2 separate regions of the Sus scrofa genome follow, and region 2 is linked to region 1. The links are chromatin contacts, called in public Hi-C maps. All regions are on one chromosome and are shown on one strand. The core of a region is the stretch at or near the end of the contact, and the rest is flanking DNA. Distances in the headings are between cores, read along the strand shown.

What was found. Hi-C and Micro-C count contacts between places; a contact is called where the count stands out from the background.
Region 2: a Hi-C map of fetal heart ventricle shows a contact between it and region 1, with 3 times the contacts expected there. The contact joins two enhancer-like sites. A contact is called at or near these places in 3 of 47 Hi-C or Micro-C datasets (embryonic fibroblasts, fetal heart ventricle and heart right ventricle) and 1 of 2 datasets of contacts at active chromatin or transcription factors (skeletal muscle).

The regions. Positions count from the first base shown.
Region 1 is chr15:65,863,185-65,867,109 of Sscrofa11.1, forward strand. No RefSeq gene overlaps it. Among named protein-coding and RNA genes, the nearest start is that of TANC1, 55 kb to the right of the region's middle. Within about 2 kb of position 2,272, at least 6 of the 83 cell types and tissues checked have an H3K27ac peak or open chromatin away from gene starts, as enhancers often do.
Region 2 is chr15:66,571,605-66,575,529 of Sscrofa11.1, forward strand. The region is part of intron 3 of LOC110256931 (a long non-coding RNA gene); the gene reads right to left. All of the region lies in intron 1 of LOC110256932 (a long non-coding RNA gene), which reads left to right. Among named protein-coding and RNA genes, the nearest start is that of MARCH7, 76 kb to the right of the region's middle. Within about 2 kb of position 2,012, at least 8 of the 83 cell types and tissues checked have an H3K27ac peak or open chromatin away from gene starts, as enhancers often do.

The sequences.
Region 1 (3,925 bases), core at 1,022-3,521:
ACCTAGAAAGGGTAGTAGGAAAAAATGTTTTTCATCCCTTACAATAGAAAATATTTTAATCTAATAGAAATATTTTCTTAATAATGTACATGCCATACTGAATTGAGCCATTTGAATCAAGGAAAAATAGCGATTAATAACTAGTAGGTAATTAACATCAACATATCTTATTTGTCTAGACCCAGCTTATTCCAGAAAGATTAGGAAAACCTTTAACATGATTCTTTTGTATCATCTTATACACAATTTTTTTTGGTCATAAAAAAATTTGGCAGTCAAAAAATACCCAGACATGGTTTGAAGGTCAATTAATACTTATAAAATTTAGGAGTTCCTATTGTGGCTGGTATCCATGAGGATGTGGATTCAATCCCTGGCCTCTTTCAGTGGGTTAAGGATCTGGTGTTGCCAAGAGCTGTGCTGTAGGCTGGCAGCTGCAGCTTCAATTCAACCCCTTCCCTTGGAACCTCCATATGCTGTGAGTAGGGCCCTAAAAACGAAAGAAAAAAAAAACTTACAAAATTTAAAATAACAAATGAGCAATAACAACAGCAACCAAAACCACATAGTACTCAGCCACAGAAGTGGATTCCCAAAGGCAGAGGCAACTTCTAATCCAGTTACCTGTTTCTCCTCTTATATTTACCTCCTTATTTTTACTAATAACTTTATGCTCTATTTATTTATTTATTTATTTATTTTTGTCTTTTCAGGGCTGCACCCGCGGCATATGGAGGTTCCCAGGCTAGGGGTCCAATCAGAGCTGTAGCCTCTGGCCTATGCCAGAGCCACAGCAATGCAGGATCCAAGCCATGTCTGTGACCTACACCACAGCTCACAGCAATGCTGGATCCTTAACCCACTGAGTGAGGCCAGGGATCGAACCCACAACCTCATGGTTCCTAGTTGGATTCGTTTCCGCTACACCACAACAGGAATTCCTGTGTTCTATTTATTGATTTAGACATTATCTACTCACTTTCTACTATGGAACATAAGGACTTAGGTATCCTTTCACCATCCCTACATCACACACACAAACTTCTTCCTTCCTATGTATTTTAATTGCAATTTTTAATTAAAAGAATACTTGGTTTTTGGGAGTTCCTGTTGTGGCTCAGTGGTTAACGAATCCGACTAGGAACCATGAGGTTGCAGGTTCGATCCCTGGCCTTGCTCATTGGGTTAAGGATCCAGTGTTGCTGTGAGCTGTGGTGTAGGTCGCAGATGTGGCTCAGATCCCGCATTGCTGTGGCCCTGGTGTAGGCTGGCAGCTACAGCTCCGATTTGACCCCTAGCCTGGGAACCTCCATATGCCACAGGAGCGGCCCTAGAAAAGGCAAAAAGACAAAAAAAAAAAAAAAAAAAAAAAAAAAAAACCTTGGTTTTTATATTATAGTGATATTGTAAATATTGTTCATAAGTATGCAATACTGTGTTTATTTTTCTCTTCTTATGCATTTTTTGTTTTTCCTGGAATTAAATGTTGCTTACTTATTTTGTTTTGTGCATCTGTGTGAATAGAGATATAGATATAAAACACTTTTTCTTATACTCAAGCACCTCAAGTATTCCCATAGTTGTTTGCTTTATTTGTCTGTTTGTTTATTTGTTTTTAATGCAGACACCTTTTCTGAATTCTTCCATCCTTCTGTTTCTACCTGGACTGGTTCATTTCTAGAATGGCTAAATTTTGTCAGCCTAGGACATTTTATCATCCTTCTCTAAATTCAACTTGCCTCTTTCCTTTGTTTGAACCCTTGTTTCCTCACTCAGATCTTCCTCTTTCTTGGTTTATTCCCTTCCTTTGGTAACACATATGCTCCAGAAGCTTCTTGGGAAAAAAAAAATCCAAATAAAGCAAAGTTTTTGAGATTATCCTGCTTGAAAACATCTTTTTTGGCTAACTTCATATTTGATAGTTTGAGCAGAGAATTGGTTGGAAATTTTTCTTGCAGAATTTTGAATGCATTGCTGTCTTAGCTTCTAGCCACTAGCACTGTTGAGAGTCCAATGCTGTTGTATTGCCTGGTGAGCTTTCGTTTTCTTTCTGGAAGCTTTTAGATTCCTTTTATCCCTAATGACGGAGGATTTTACAGTGGTGTGCCTTGGTACGGATCATTTTCATTTCTCCCCATCACATCCTTGATTCTGGAATGTGTTCCTGTGTTGTGTTTGTGATGGTTAATTTCATGTGTCAGCTTGACTGGGCCACAGGGTACGCAGAGTTGGTTAAACATTATTCTGGGTGTGACTGTGAGTGCTTCTAGAAGAGATTAACATTTGAATCAGTAGAATGAGTAAAGCAAATTGCCCTCCATTGTGGGTAGGCCTCATTCAATTCATTGAAACCCAAATAGAAATAAAATCCTGAGTAAGACAGAATTTTTTTTCTCTGCCTAACTTCCATATGGGACACCAATCTTCTGCCTGTGGACTCAGGCTTGAGCTAGAAGTATACCATTGTTTCTCCTGGGTCTCCAGTGTGTTGATTGCAGATCTAGTGACTCCTTGGCCTACATAATCAAGTGAATCAATTCTTTATAATAAATATATTAAATGTATATAAATATAAATATATACACCATTGATTCTCTTTCTCTGGAGAACACAGACTAATACAGTAGCTGACAATTTCTGCTGCTTTGTTTTTTTTTTTTTCTGAAATCCCTATTAATCAGATATTGACCCTCTCAAATTGCCCTACTTTCTTTTGCTAGATTTTTTTGTTCTACTTTTGAAGGATTCTTCAACTTTATCTTTTAATACTTCTATTGAATTTTTTTACTTAAATCAGCATATTTTTAATTTATAAAGCTTTTTCATGTTCCTTAATTGTTCCATTGTCTTATCATCCTGTTTTTGTTTCAAGGATATAATATCATCACTTATCTTTCAGAGGATATTAGTCATTTGTTTGAAGTTTCCTTCTGTTTCTTGCACTGTCTTTGACTCTTCTTTCTGTAGTTTTGTTCTTATTTTTTCATATCAGAGGCTTACCTCAAAAGTCTGCCCGTTCATATTAAAGGCGAAGTGCAAAAAGCCTGATTGAAAGCTCTAGGAACATGAATGGGGCTTATGACTGTTGAATGGTAAATTACACTGTAGGGTAATCAAGTGGAACTTGAACATTATATTAGGCAACTCTAAATGTCAGTAGGTCTTCTTTTTTCTTGGGCCATCTCCAAAGTAAAATTATCCAGTCTGCTGACCAAGAGATATAAGCTTCCCTGCCAGCATTCCAGGGGCTGAGGAGGAGCAAAGGCTTGAGTCTCACCATGCAATGTACAGCCTTTCACTCAGTTCCAATGTTTTCTGTCCAGTGCCTCATCCCCATCCTCAGTTGTGCTTGTCATCATCCCTGAGTCTAGAGTCTCTTGGACATCATCTCTTCATGGATCAAATTCCCATTTCCTCCTGAGGTTGACGTGTAATCTCTGGACATCATGTGGGTTGGGAGTAGATGTTCAAGGGTTCTACTTGCTCCTTATGCAAACTCTCAACTGTCATGGTCCAAGCTTGCCAGTCAGAAAAGGAAATTTCCAGACTCATAGCAGGGTAAAAAGAAAGATAAAGTTTTTGAGATAAGAGAGTTGCTTGTATAGTAGGACAACTTACTGATGATAAGGGAGAGCTGACCCCAAGCGTGTTTTTATAACCCAGGGAGAGGAGAGGTCTTATGATACACCTTCTGACCTGCTGATTTGTTGGGGAAAGAGGGATCTTAGGATACATTTGCTGGTTGGTTGAGGACATATAAGGCCCCTATAGGGGCAGAGTGAGGACTGGACCACATACATTTTCTAGCAGGGGTAGGAAGGAATAAGCCAGGTTGCTCTAGTTGGGAGAGGGGCATTACAATGAGACTGGTGGGGCAATGATGAGGGTTTGGTAATCCTGTCTTGGCCAGAGGCTTTGAGTTCTA
Region 2 (3,925 bases), core at 762-3,261, 710 kb after region 1:
AGGCGCAAAAAGGTCCCGGGATAAAACACTACTGCCCTAACACAGGCAAGTTAAACCGACTGCTGTAATGTTTATGCACTGAGTAAAAATTTAAATAAAACGTTAAAATAGTAAATAGTTTTAAAGTTTTAAGTTAAGACTGTAAAAGGTAACCTCAGTATTTTCCCCCTCAACTTCTGAGAAGGCAAAGAAGGGGAGGGATAACTAAATGTAGGAATTAGAACACTTGAAAAAAAAAAAAAAATCAAGACTGGGCAGCCCATTGCTCCATCTTTAAAATACACACGAGGTATGTTATTTGTCTACTCCCAGAATTTTTTTCAACTTTCATTTTCCCCCACCAATTTCAACATCCTGAAACCAATAAAGTTAAAGTAAAGGTGAAGTACACCCCATTCCCTGCTACGGCACACTACACCATAGCTTCCTAAAAGATGATTCTTTTTTTAAAGGCCTTAACCTTCGCAACACTTTATTAACCAAGACGACAAATAAAAATGTTTTTCATTGAGGTAGTGTTTTTCCCCTGAAGCACGTTAAAGTCTCGAAAGTTCATATTATTAAAAATTGCATAATAAAATTTTTAGGAGGAAGAGCAAGTGAAAGGCAAGCTATAGAATAATTTGACCATATATGTATATTTTGCACATGCATATGCGGATAAATGTATCTTAAAAGATGCTATTGTTTTATGTTTCCTCTTCAGCCACTGGCTGTGATTTTAATTGTGCTGGAGGATCTTCATTAGTATTAACACATGGGGAGATTTCACAAAGCTGCTTCATTAGGAAAAAAAAAAGCTTGGCAGACTAGGTCTTTTTGCATGCACTGAGAATGTCAGCCTTACCTCGGTCATTTGTAACATAATAAGTGCAAGTACAATGATTGCAAAGCAGGAGCACTGGGGGAAGGGCAGAAATACTGCCTGTCTAATAGGGATATCTGAAAAGAAGGCTGCTCATTACATAGTAAAATGTATGCTAAAAATTAGTGAAGATGATGTCTCAGGAGATTGATGCTAAATAAATTAATGTGCTGATATGTTTTTAATTATTATTTTTGTAGTAGTTTATTTCATTCTCAGGATTCACATAGAGCAGCAAAGCTGTGCTAGCACTTATTGATTTTTTTTCCCTGCCACATTCCCGGAATACAGATTTTAATCATTTCACTACACCACACTCAGTAATTTCATTAAAAACTGGAACCTTCCATCCCCAGAAAAGCATTTAATTTCAATGACATACAATTTCTCTCTTAGCAGAAAACTGTCTCTACAGTAAAAGCTGGCCTAAGGTTCAAATGCATAATTTAATCCTGAGTTTTCCATGCTCTGCATTCCTTTGAAGCTATAATTTGAGTAACTACCTAATAACTGTAATAAGGACAATAATTTCCTTATAATATATTATTAACTCATATTTAATTAACTCAGAGGCCAAGCTCTGTACATGTATGACTGGGTCAACAGTTCCACAATAACAAAACTTACAAATAATTCTCCAGAAAAAAAATATAGATTATGCTATAAGTGTGGAAAGCTAGCATTTAGATATTACTTTAGCAAAGAAACTTGCAAAAAAGTTCATTCACTTTTATATAACAGTAGTCATTATTCAAAACAGTATTTTAAAATATTTGGAAGAATTCACGGACATTTCTTTATATAAATAATTTTAATATTAATATTTCAACATTCCATTTCTGATATTTTGCCCAATCACTAGCATTACTGTTAAAAATAATCAGTTTTGAAATGATAAAAAGAAAGCACTAGATTCAAGTTGTTTCAATTTTCATAAAGAATTCTCTTAAAACATTTCTCTTGAAATAAAGTTAGGTGGCACACTTCAATAACTTGGATGACCAAAGATATATCTTTTACTTAAATACTTTAAACAATATACTGCAAAGCATGGTTCAACTTTTGTTTCCAATAATATTTTGAATAATACTGGGTTTCAAGATAGCACATTGGTTTTCCAAACAGTAAGTTTCATAGGAATATGTAATTTACATTGCCTAGTTTTTAGAGGAAAAAAGCCTGCGGGAAAACTATTTAACATAATAAAACTCATTTTGTAATTTAAATTTTAGATATATGCCTAATCCAAGGAAAAAAAATGATACATAGATAATAAAAGCAATTAGCTTATATAAATATAAAAATTCATATTAAAAATTTCTATCATTCCCCTCAGTGGTTTTATGACTAAAAAAATTTTAAAGTGTGTACATTTATGTGTGTATGTGTATATCACATATATATATAAAATTTCAAGTTGTAGCCGTATATAACACAAAGTTGTCTTTTCCTTGGTTGAATGATGAAGTAATATAACAAAGTAAGACTTAGTGTCATTAAAGATTGTTATAAAGGATAAAAGTAGTGATAATGAAAAACTTGATTTTGGTGTCTTTAAAATATTTTATAACTATATTTTTATTATCATCAAGGGCTTTTTATATAGTTTGGAAATATTTTTGCAACATTCTCAAAGGCAAAGTACAGTTAAATGATAATCAATAATTAACAAAATAGTTAACAAATGAAAAACTCACATAGGTTGATATCTAAAATTCATAAAAGGAATTTTTGTATTTCAATAAAAAATAAAATCTTCAATTTTTATATTAAAATAATCTTCAAAATAATTGGGGGTTATTTGGTAATTCAAATATATTACTTATCCAATTTAATCTATACTTTTAAAACTGCTATTTAAAAATAATTATACACTAAAAATTTAAAACTGGATTACTCCAGTATTTGATACCCCCTTACTAAGAAGTTGTGCTTAAATTATTTTTTAATATGATTCCTTCCCTTTTTTTATGTTATCTACATTTAAGTGTTTCAAAGATGACAACTCTTCATAGAGTTGAAGGGAAAAAAAGGGAAAATAATTATAAGTTATAAAATAATTTGGCTCCCACAGCACTTAAGTCTTCTACTTAAGATCATCACCTAAATTAGTACTTGATCATGTACAGAAGGTGAAAGAATTTAATAATCAAACAGATCTTTTCCAATATTACTGATAATTATTTCTGAAATTCTATATATGATACATACCTATCCCATAAACGAAGTATTCCACCACTGTGGACTAAATTGTTGCACTTTCTTCTGTAAAGCATCATCTACTTTTAGGACTAAGGCAAAACTTTTCAAATAGGTAGATATAAAGATGGACAGGTATCTAATTTACTACTGTAGTTATTGTACAGGGACCTTCAAAGGGTAAGAAATTGCTGTGTACAGAGAACAAAGTCTAGGCTGACTATAAAAAGCTAAAAGAACAAAAGATCTTAATGGTAGAACAAGCTGGCCACTGTCATGTCTTGTTTCTGTTTCAATCAGTACAGACTAATGAAGCTTTATTTGTTTTCATTCTCTGAACAAACATTTGAGTGCTCGCTATATGCTATGCACTCTGCTAGAGGCTGGAAGGACATGAAAAGCTCACATTCTGGTTGATGTTGAAAGTGTGAAATTCCTGGGAGATTAGAGGCTCACAAAAATCACATTATAAAGATACAAATAATAAAGTTTTGCAAGAATAACGAGGGTGGGGCAACAACTAATTCTGACTGAGGGTCTATGAAAAGCTTATCAAAGAAATCCCATTTGAGCTACATCTCAAATACATACCAGGCAAAGAAAGTGAGGGTGGATTCTGAGTGAAACCTGTTTAAATACAAAGAGCTACTACTACATCTTATGTCCATCTACTAGAGTGAGAAATACAATTTAGCAGGACTATTCAGCATGAGGTGTGGAATATCAGGGACAAGAAGGAAAAGGAGGCAGGGACCTGTGAGTGAAAGGCTTTATGGTTGAATTTATCCTGAGAGCCAACAAAGGTCAGCAAACAAGTGACATGATCAACCTTATTTTTAGGGAAAAATAACTGTGTAGGCA